Linked DNA regions of Mus musculus: region 1 is linked to region 2. The links are chromatin contacts, called in public HiChIP or PLAC-seq maps. All regions are on one chromosome and are shown on one strand. Each heading gives the region's core, a stretch centred on a gene start, on an enhancer-like site or on the middle of the called end of the contact. The rest is flanking DNA. Distances are from core to core; before and after follow the strand shown. Region 1 has its middle 5.7 kb from the start of Gm51973. Region 2 has its middle 38 kb from the start of Gm32219.

The links. HiChIP or PLAC-seq counts read pairs in DNA pulled down with a chosen protein or histone mark.
Region 1: a contact with region 2 is called in an H3K27ac HiChIP or PLAC-seq map of SST interneurons, with 6 times the contacts expected there. The contact joins two enhancer-like sites. A contact is called at or near these places in 2 of 15 datasets of contacts at CTCF or cohesin (the NIH/3T3 cell line and pro-B cells), 15 of 484 Hi-C or Micro-C datasets (the AML12 cell line, B cells, the BV-2 cell line and 11 more), 5 of 115 datasets of contacts at active chromatin or transcription factors (SST interneurons, bone marrow-derived dendritic cells, embryonic stem cells and 2 more) and 1 of 9 other capture datasets (embryonic stem cells).

The regions. Positions count from the first base shown.
Region 1 is chr12:70,750,461-70,754,544 of GRCm38.p6, forward strand. No RefSeq gene overlaps it. Among named protein-coding and RNA genes, the nearest start is that of Gm51973, 5.7 kb to the left of the region's middle. Within about 2 kb of position 2,306, at least 79 of the 459 cell types and tissues checked have an H3K27ac peak or open chromatin away from gene starts, as enhancers often do. A contact at or near this core is called in SST interneurons, where this site is marked.
Region 2 is chr12:70,495,580-70,499,614 of GRCm38.p6, forward strand. No RefSeq gene overlaps it. Among named protein-coding and RNA genes, the nearest start is that of Gm32219, 38 kb to the right of the region's middle. Within about 2 kb of position 2,707, at least 11 of the 459 cell types and tissues checked have an H3K27ac peak or open chromatin away from gene starts, as enhancers often do. A contact at or near this core is called in SST interneurons, where this site is marked.

The DNA of each region.
Region 1 (4,084 bases), core at 1,056-3,555, 250 kb after region 2:
GAAGGGAATGGTATAGACGTCTTATTGTGGATGAGATCAGTTCCCTTGTCCTTTCTGGTGTAGCTCTGCTGTGGCTAGGGCTCCAGCCCAGACAGACACAGGAGACAAGGATTGTGAGTCATTTAAACCCCAGGTGCTTAATGTGTTGGAGTCTTTAGAAGACATCCTTATTGTGCTATAACCAGCCACGCACTGAAGGAGAGAGGTGTTCCAGAAGAGGGTCCGGTGAGTACCAGTATTCTGAGGAGGCCCCTGGGCTATAAGGCCAGCATCCTGCTGAACCTCTACCACTCTTGCCAGTCAGACAAAGGAGACTGAGAGAAGGTGACAGAGGACAGAGGAAATATGCTATGGTAAATTAGACAGTCCAGGGATGCAGTCATCCCTCAGCAACTCACTCCCCTTCTCTAGTAGCTTCCAAGAAAGTAAATAGCAGCAAAGCCTGATGGGAAGCCAGTGAATGGAATGGGAGAATTGTGCGAGGAACTGGCTGTACAATTCTGCCAGGGACTGAATCCCCAAGGAGGTGCTAGACGGAGCAGACCAGCCTCATGCTGGCCTTTTGTGCTCAAGTCATAATAATGAAGACAATTCCAATGTCTGTAGCACCAGGCACACGTTATTAAGTGCCAAATACCAAGTACCTTTACCTCAAAGGAGGCAAGGAGGAGGCAGATGGACACCTGCCAAGACCAGACTACTCTTAAACACCAGAGCCAGCGTGTATGTATCAGAACACAGGCCGGGTTGTCTCTCATCAAGCCGTTGTCATGTTCAACCTACTTTTTAAAATGTTGGACATTAAAGCATGTCTTCCAGCTAACAGGTGACAGGTTGAATCATTAGCCACCCCTGTGTGAATTACTGGTTTCTTCATGAAGAGCCACACTCTTGAACAGGCCCTTTGTGCCAGGTATAGTGGGCTCATGCCTATTAGCCTGTAGTCCCAGCACTCTGGAGTCAGAGAGCTCACAATTTGATAAGCCTTTGCTTTAAAAAAAGAAAGGAAGGGAGGGAGGGAGGGAAGGAAGGAAGAAGGGAGGGAGAGAGAGAGAGCAAGCAATCAACCCTGCTGGAAAGTGCTAGCATGTGCCTTTAAGAGATAGGCAAGTCTGTGAGTTCTAGGCCAGTCTGATCTACAAAGCCAGTTCCAGGATACCTAGGCCTACACAGAGAAACCCAATCTCAAAAACAACAGCAACAACACACACACACAAACAAACAAAAAACCCAATTAATTAATTAAAGTTTTTAAAAAGCTACCTTTGCTGAAAGTTCAAGAACACACCATCTGAGTGAGTTCTCTCCATCAGCCTTCACATCTGCTCTAAATAGCACAAGTGGATGCTCCCTCCCCAACACACACACCGTACAGTTTGGTTCCTTCTTCAGTTGTACTCTGGGTACATTCAAAATTAGATAATAAATCTCCAGACCCTTTAAAACACCCTTGGTTTAAAGACCATAATTTTTAGATGCATGTGCATTTTATACTTTTAAAATACAACGCAAGCATGCTGCTTTTATTTTATGGCAGACCAATTTGACCTTTAAAAAAAAAAATCACAGTACACGGCCTAAAAAACAAAAAAACAAAAAACAACAACAACAACAAAAAACAATCTCTCCTGGCCATAGAAACAAGGTTCCACCATTCCACCGGTCAATCACAAAGGCTGCCAAGAATAGATATACTGCTTCGGTTTTAGTCCTTGGGGTGGCTTATGTTTGAATTTCTTTAAAGATTCAATTGCCTGTGTGACATCATTTTAGAATATGGCTTAACTTGGTTAACTAAGTCTAGACACAGCCTAAGGGCAGGAGTAAGGAAAAAGGCAACCTCTACCTTATCTGTCCGTATGCAATGTCTTTGTGAAAGAGGGCTGTGAATATAAAGGTGGCTTTGTCTGCTCGGGCATCCTGGCCTTCTTGGGCTGCCTTCCGGAGGGGCCCACCTGACTCCAGCTTCCCCTGCAGGTGCTCTGCCCAGGCCCTGGAATTTCCTTCTGCGAGCCTCCTGGGGCTAGGCCCTTTAAGAACAGGCTAGATTCCTTCCTGGGCTTGCTGGGTGCGTAGCAAGCTGTTTCCACTCTGAGTTTTGAGGAACTTTAAGCCTTCTGCTCAGAAAATGTTTTCTTTGCGAAGCCCTCTGAGATTATTTTTTCCTCTCCATCACATCGGCAGGAACACAAAGCAGCCTCATGATTTCTTAATGGGATTCAGCTGCCCAAACTGCAGCGCTTCAGCGGTACTTTAGAATCAGCTCCGTCTTTGCCTCATTTTTCATTTCCAGATGCCTAGAACGCTGGTCTCCCCTGCCCATCCCCCACTCCTCTCCCTCCCTACAACCAGCATGGACTCCTCCTGCACATGCCCTGTCCTGCATCTTCACAAACCAGTCAGTAAATGTTTCCAAGGGCAGCAAAAGCCACCTTGATTTAGACAGTCTGGGTATTGGGGCACATTCTCTAAGGAGACCAACATAGAGCAAAGACCCGTGTCAGCACCGGCTTCTGGCAGCCACTGATTGTGGTCCTGAGCCAGAGTGAGACAGTCCATCCTGGGCCTGTAGTCTGCGGGGAGGAGGGGGTTGCTGGGGAGGCTGGGCTGAGATAGAGGGAGTCACAACAGTTTAAAAACCAGAGCAGAGATCAGGACCTCCCTACCCAGTCAACCAGCACACAGAAAGAGGATCTGGGAATGAGGAACGCAGAAGTGAAGGCACTAGGCACCTGGAAACACAAAACAAGACATGAGATCATCAAAGAAGGTTCTAGAATCATCACTCCCCTGCTTCTGAGTTGCTCCAAATGCTGTAGCCCAGACAGGCAGCCTTGTATGAATGGGAAGGGAAGGACCTGGGCTGGGATCTCATGCTTGTATCTCTCAGATGCCCTAGGATAGTGGTTCTCAACCTTCCTAGTGCTGCGACCCTTTAATACAGTCCCTCATGCTGTGGTGACCCCTCCCCCCAACCATAAAATTGGTTTTGTTGCTACTTCATAACTGTAACTTTGCTACTGTTATGAATCGTAATGTAAATCTCTGCGTTTTCCCAGGGCCTTTGGCGACCCCTGTGAAAGAGTCCTTTAACCCATAAAGGTATCAAGACCCACAGGGTAAGAAACACTGCCCTAAGAGAGCAGGAGACAGTAGAGAAGTCTGGAGAAGCTTCCAGGAGACATTGAGTGTAATGTGGTTGGCTGTGGAACTGCATGCTGACTGAAAACTCCTCAGGCTTATTTCAAGCAAGCCCTGTCCTTTCTCTTAAGTCAGAATGCTTTAAAAAATAATAATGTTTTTTTTAAATTCTAGGGCTAGAGAGATAGCTTAATGACTATGAATACTGTCTGTTCTTCCAAAGAACCCAGGTTCAATTCCCAGCACCCATATGGCAGTTCAAAATGGTTTATAACTCCAACTCCAGGGGATCCAATACCTTCATACAGAGAGAAACGTGCAAGCAAAACACCAATGCACACAAAGTAAGAATAAATAAATCATTTAAAAGAAGTGTATCATAGAATACATATAAGACCTTCCTTTGGCGATAGAACTCCCATTTAGGTCCCCATGAGTGAACACCTCATGACCTTTATCTCTTGTTTGTCCCTTTTGTCCTTCAGTGACTCTGTTCCCACCATCTGCTGAGCCCTCCCTGCCTTCCAAGGCCCTGAAAGATCAGGTACCTAGGCTCTGGGGATGAGATTGTCCCAATGGCAAATCAGGCCATCTTGGGTGGTATGCCGTGCAAATGTTCAGAAGGCAGGACCATGTCCCCACTTCATCTTTCTCTGACCAGGGAAGTTCTTTCCTCTCCAGAAGCTCTCACTCCCACTCCAGTGGGATATTAGAATATTGTAGTAGATATTATTCGGGGTCTCTACTCCACCTTAGATCATTAGACACACACACACATACACACACACAGAGTCTTTATAATAATAATAAGCCGTAAAGCACTAGAGCCGGGCAGGTATCAACCTTCTATGCTGTTTTGTCTACTTCCCTGTCAAAATCCAAGATGTCTTTTGGCATGTTCTTCCTGAGCCTTTTCTATTCCATCAGATCGGGCCTCATGGCC
Region 2 (4,035 bases), core at 1,457-3,956:
AAATCGGGAAAGGGGATAACTTTGGAAATGTAAATAAATAAAATATCCAATAAAATATAATCATACATACAAACAAACAAACAAACAAACAAAAAACCCTTCACATCTCACCCACGGAAGCCCATATCAGCAGGTGGAGCTATTTCCTTGCAAATAGCCTTTCGGTTTTTAATCCCTCCTTTCTCTGTGCTCCCATTCTTGACTAGCAATTAGGATAAAGAGGTCTATGTATTCTTTTCTCCCCATCGTATTAACAACAACAACAAAAATGTTTAGGTGCAGAGCCCCAAATAAAACCATGGACTATTTTGAGTAGCTGAAGAGCCCACTCTATAAGCAACTTCTTGATTAAAGAGTCCGCGTGTTAAAATCCAAAAGATTCTAGAGTGTGCGCTGTTTCTTGCCGGTTTCCTGCCTTGTGGGTGGTTTTCTTTATAACTGTTCCAAATAAACACCAGTAACTTTCTCTGGAATAAAAACTCAAGGAATAACAATGATCTAGTTCTAAGTACCTGTCTCTCCTCTCCTCTCCTCTGATCAAGCCTAAAGTCACAGTGGCTGTTCCCCGATTTTAAACGTCCTGTGACACCCAAGAGTTTGCCTTGAGGTAGATCTGGAGTTTGGTTGAGATTTGTTTCTTCTCATTTGTCCTCGTAAGAGTTGACCCACGGAGACTTTGGCCTCTGGTGCACTGTCCACAGTCCAGGAGAGAATGTCTTATTCTATCTGCCCTACACTAAGCCACCATCTGTATACTGCTGGCTCCCAAATGTCCATCTGCTGTCTTTCTCACTAGATTTTTTCTTTAAATTTAGTTTTCTTTTTATTGATTAATTTTCTTATTTGACAATTACATAGTTTGTATGTATTTTATTTTTTGCTATTGTTTGTTTTTAAAATAGTGTCTCACTCTATATAGCTTTGACTGACCTGGAACTCACTTTGCTAATCAGGCTGATCTTGAACTCACAGAAATCCAACTATCTCTGCCTCCCATGTGCTTGGATTAAAGGCGTATACCACGCACCACACGTGGCTTTTGCTGGAGTTTTAAGTTTTCTAAAAACTTGGCCACCCTGGAGGGTGAGCTAGAGATGTCTGAGAGAATGACAGTACAACCGTGTCCCTCTACCTTCATCTTTTCTCTCAGGATATAAAAACACGGGGTTGAGAGTCAGAGTACCCCCGTGGGCCTGCTGACACAAGGGTCTAGAGGCACTGGGGCCTATAAAGCCAGTGAGGGCTGAAAGGAGGGAGGGAGGCAGTCGGAGAGCCACCGGGGACCCATGCATCTGAAAGGGAGGGAGAGACAATAATGTCTACCAGCTGCAGTCTCAGCTGCCTCCCCTAACGATACCACTGAGGACCAGGAGCAAAGTGGTCAGAGACCCCGTGTGGTTTTGAGGGCTCTTTCCTCCTAAATCCTCATCGCTAGGGACAGAGCTGGTAATAAAACTGTAGATTACGCAAATTTCCCCCAAGGGGCAGATTTGAACTCTGTTAGCAAGAAGGCTCTCCCCCGACCTATCTGTCTCCCTGGACTGTGGAGGGGCTAGTGAGCAAGAGCAGATCTAGGCAAGTTTGGAGCTCTGGGGTGAATTTGTTACACCCTGATACTTGTCTACCCTTACACTTCATAGGGCACACACTCCATTCAGGAGACACAGAACCTTTAAAAGTGTGAGACTCGGATGGGATCTCCTACCCCAACCCTACGGCCTTCCCGCTGGGCACTGAATGAAATACCAGCATTTCTCCGTGTCCAAGGACCTGCGTCTGCTCTTGCCTTCCCGTTGCCTCTAGCGCACCCCTTTCTATCTGGTAGATCATGCTGTGCCACGACCTCAATAGTCCTCCCTGCCTGCCAAGCCCCCCCTCAGCCTTCCATGGCTCCAGATTAGTAGCTTCATAAGTATCCCCCACCCCTTCCCCGCCCCTGCTCTGAACTTTGTTCTACTCTGCGACACTGCTGCTTTAGACCCCTTCCCCCCCCCCCCCCCCCACACACACACACAGACTGAGATGTCTGTATGCTGTTTCCTTCTCCCGCATTTCTGCTCCGGTGCTCTGAGACGCTTTAAGCTGCATGGAATTAGCTTAGTGAGGCTTAGTTAGCATCCAGGTCTCTGGAGGCACAAGCTAAAGCAGGGGTTCTCAACTTGGGGGTCACCATCCCTTTGGCAAACCTCTATCTCCAAAAATATTTACATTGCAATTCATATCAGTAGCAAAATCACAACTATGAAGTAGCAGTGGAAATAATTTTATGGTTGGAGTGGGGAGGGCAGTCACCACAACATGAGGAATTGTATTAAAGGGTCGTAGCATTAGGAAGGTTGAGAACCATTGGGCTAAGGGTCAGGTCAGGAGTCTACACCTCATAAAATTTCTGTGGGTACACCCAGGGTGAAGCCAGCCTGAGATCTGCTGGACCAGCAGGCAGAGGACAGACTGTTTAGCTCCATAAACTGAGGGAATTAATTGTGTTGTTTTAGATTTCTCAAACAATTAGCACAGAGCTAATGATTCAAACACATTTTAATGTCTGAATCTATAGCTATTGGCTCTCCTGCCTTTGGAAGCATTTCTCAGGAGCAGTTGGAGTCTTCAAATTTTCCATTTGAATGCTATTATGAGCTTCAGTTTATAAAGGAATCAAAACTGAACAGGCTTGCAAGCATCTCTCAGTGCAGCGGCACAGCGGCCTCCCTCCTCATCTAAGCCGTATAACTCCACAGTCTACTGCAGAAAGCTATCCCTGCTTTAATGAGATCCCCACTGGATCCCAGAGACATTTGCTTGGTTTCCTCTCCTTTCTCTCAGTACTCCTGGGCCTTATTTCTGTGAAGAGCCATGTCATCAACAAGATTAGCATTTCTGGATAAGCCATGTCTGTCCTCAGGAACCTTCTTCTGCTCATTTAGTCTCTCATTGCTGCTTGTAAAATGGCAGGCAAGCATCTGCGAGCCAGGCAGAGAGAGGCACTTTCTGGCCCTCATCATGTGCTCATCAAGTTAAGCAAATAACTCCATGATAGATAGTTCCTTCCAGGTTACACTGTGGAGATTGCATACATGTGTGCGTGCATGTGTGTGTGTCTGTGTATTGGTGCATGCATGAATATGTGTGTGTGTGTGAGGGGGTAGGCCAGAGGACGTCAGCTTTCATTCCTCAGGCGCTGTCCGCCTTCTTCTTTTGAGATAGGATCTCTTACTTCCTTGGAGTTTGTCACGTAGGATAGATAGACTGGCTAGTCAGAGAGCCCCAGGCATCTGCCTGTCTCCATTTTCTTCTTTAATGCTAGGGTTATAAGTACATGCCACCACATCCAACTTTTTTTTCTTAGTGTAGATTCTAGGGGGATGGATCTCAGTTCTTAATGTTTGTAACACAGATTTTAGTAGGGCATAATTTACCCACAGTGAACTATATCCATTTAGGTGAAGGCAGTTTGGTCACCAGTAAGATTTTACTAATGTCTGCAATATGTTTCCTCATGCCTACAGGGGCTAGCCTCTCATCCCTGGCCCCAGGCAACAAGGATCTGCTTTCTGTCCCTACACATCAATTTGCACTATCTAGAATTGCAAACAAATGGTGATATATAATGATTTTGTATCCAATTTCTTTTGTTCATCATAACATTTTTAATGTAAATTCTTTTCATCTTATCCTAACCTTTTGTTTTCTTACCATCTTAGTTTCTTTTCCTGGGGCTGTCATTAAATGCCCTGACAAAAGCAACTTAAAGGAGAAAAGGTTCATTCTGGCTCACAGTTCAAGGGTACAGTTCATCCCAGCATGGGAGTCAAGGACCCAGAGCCTGAAGTAGCTGCTCACATCAGACTCACTATGGTATCCACTATGGTTCCCACCATCAGGAAACAGAGGAATGTATGAACAGAGAGTGAAGAAACGGTCAGCTCCTTTCCTCCATGTATATAGTACAGGATCCTATGCAGGGAATGGTGCCGCCCACAGTAGGCAAACCTTCCCATTCAGTGAACACAGTCAAGATGAAGTACCACGGAGCAC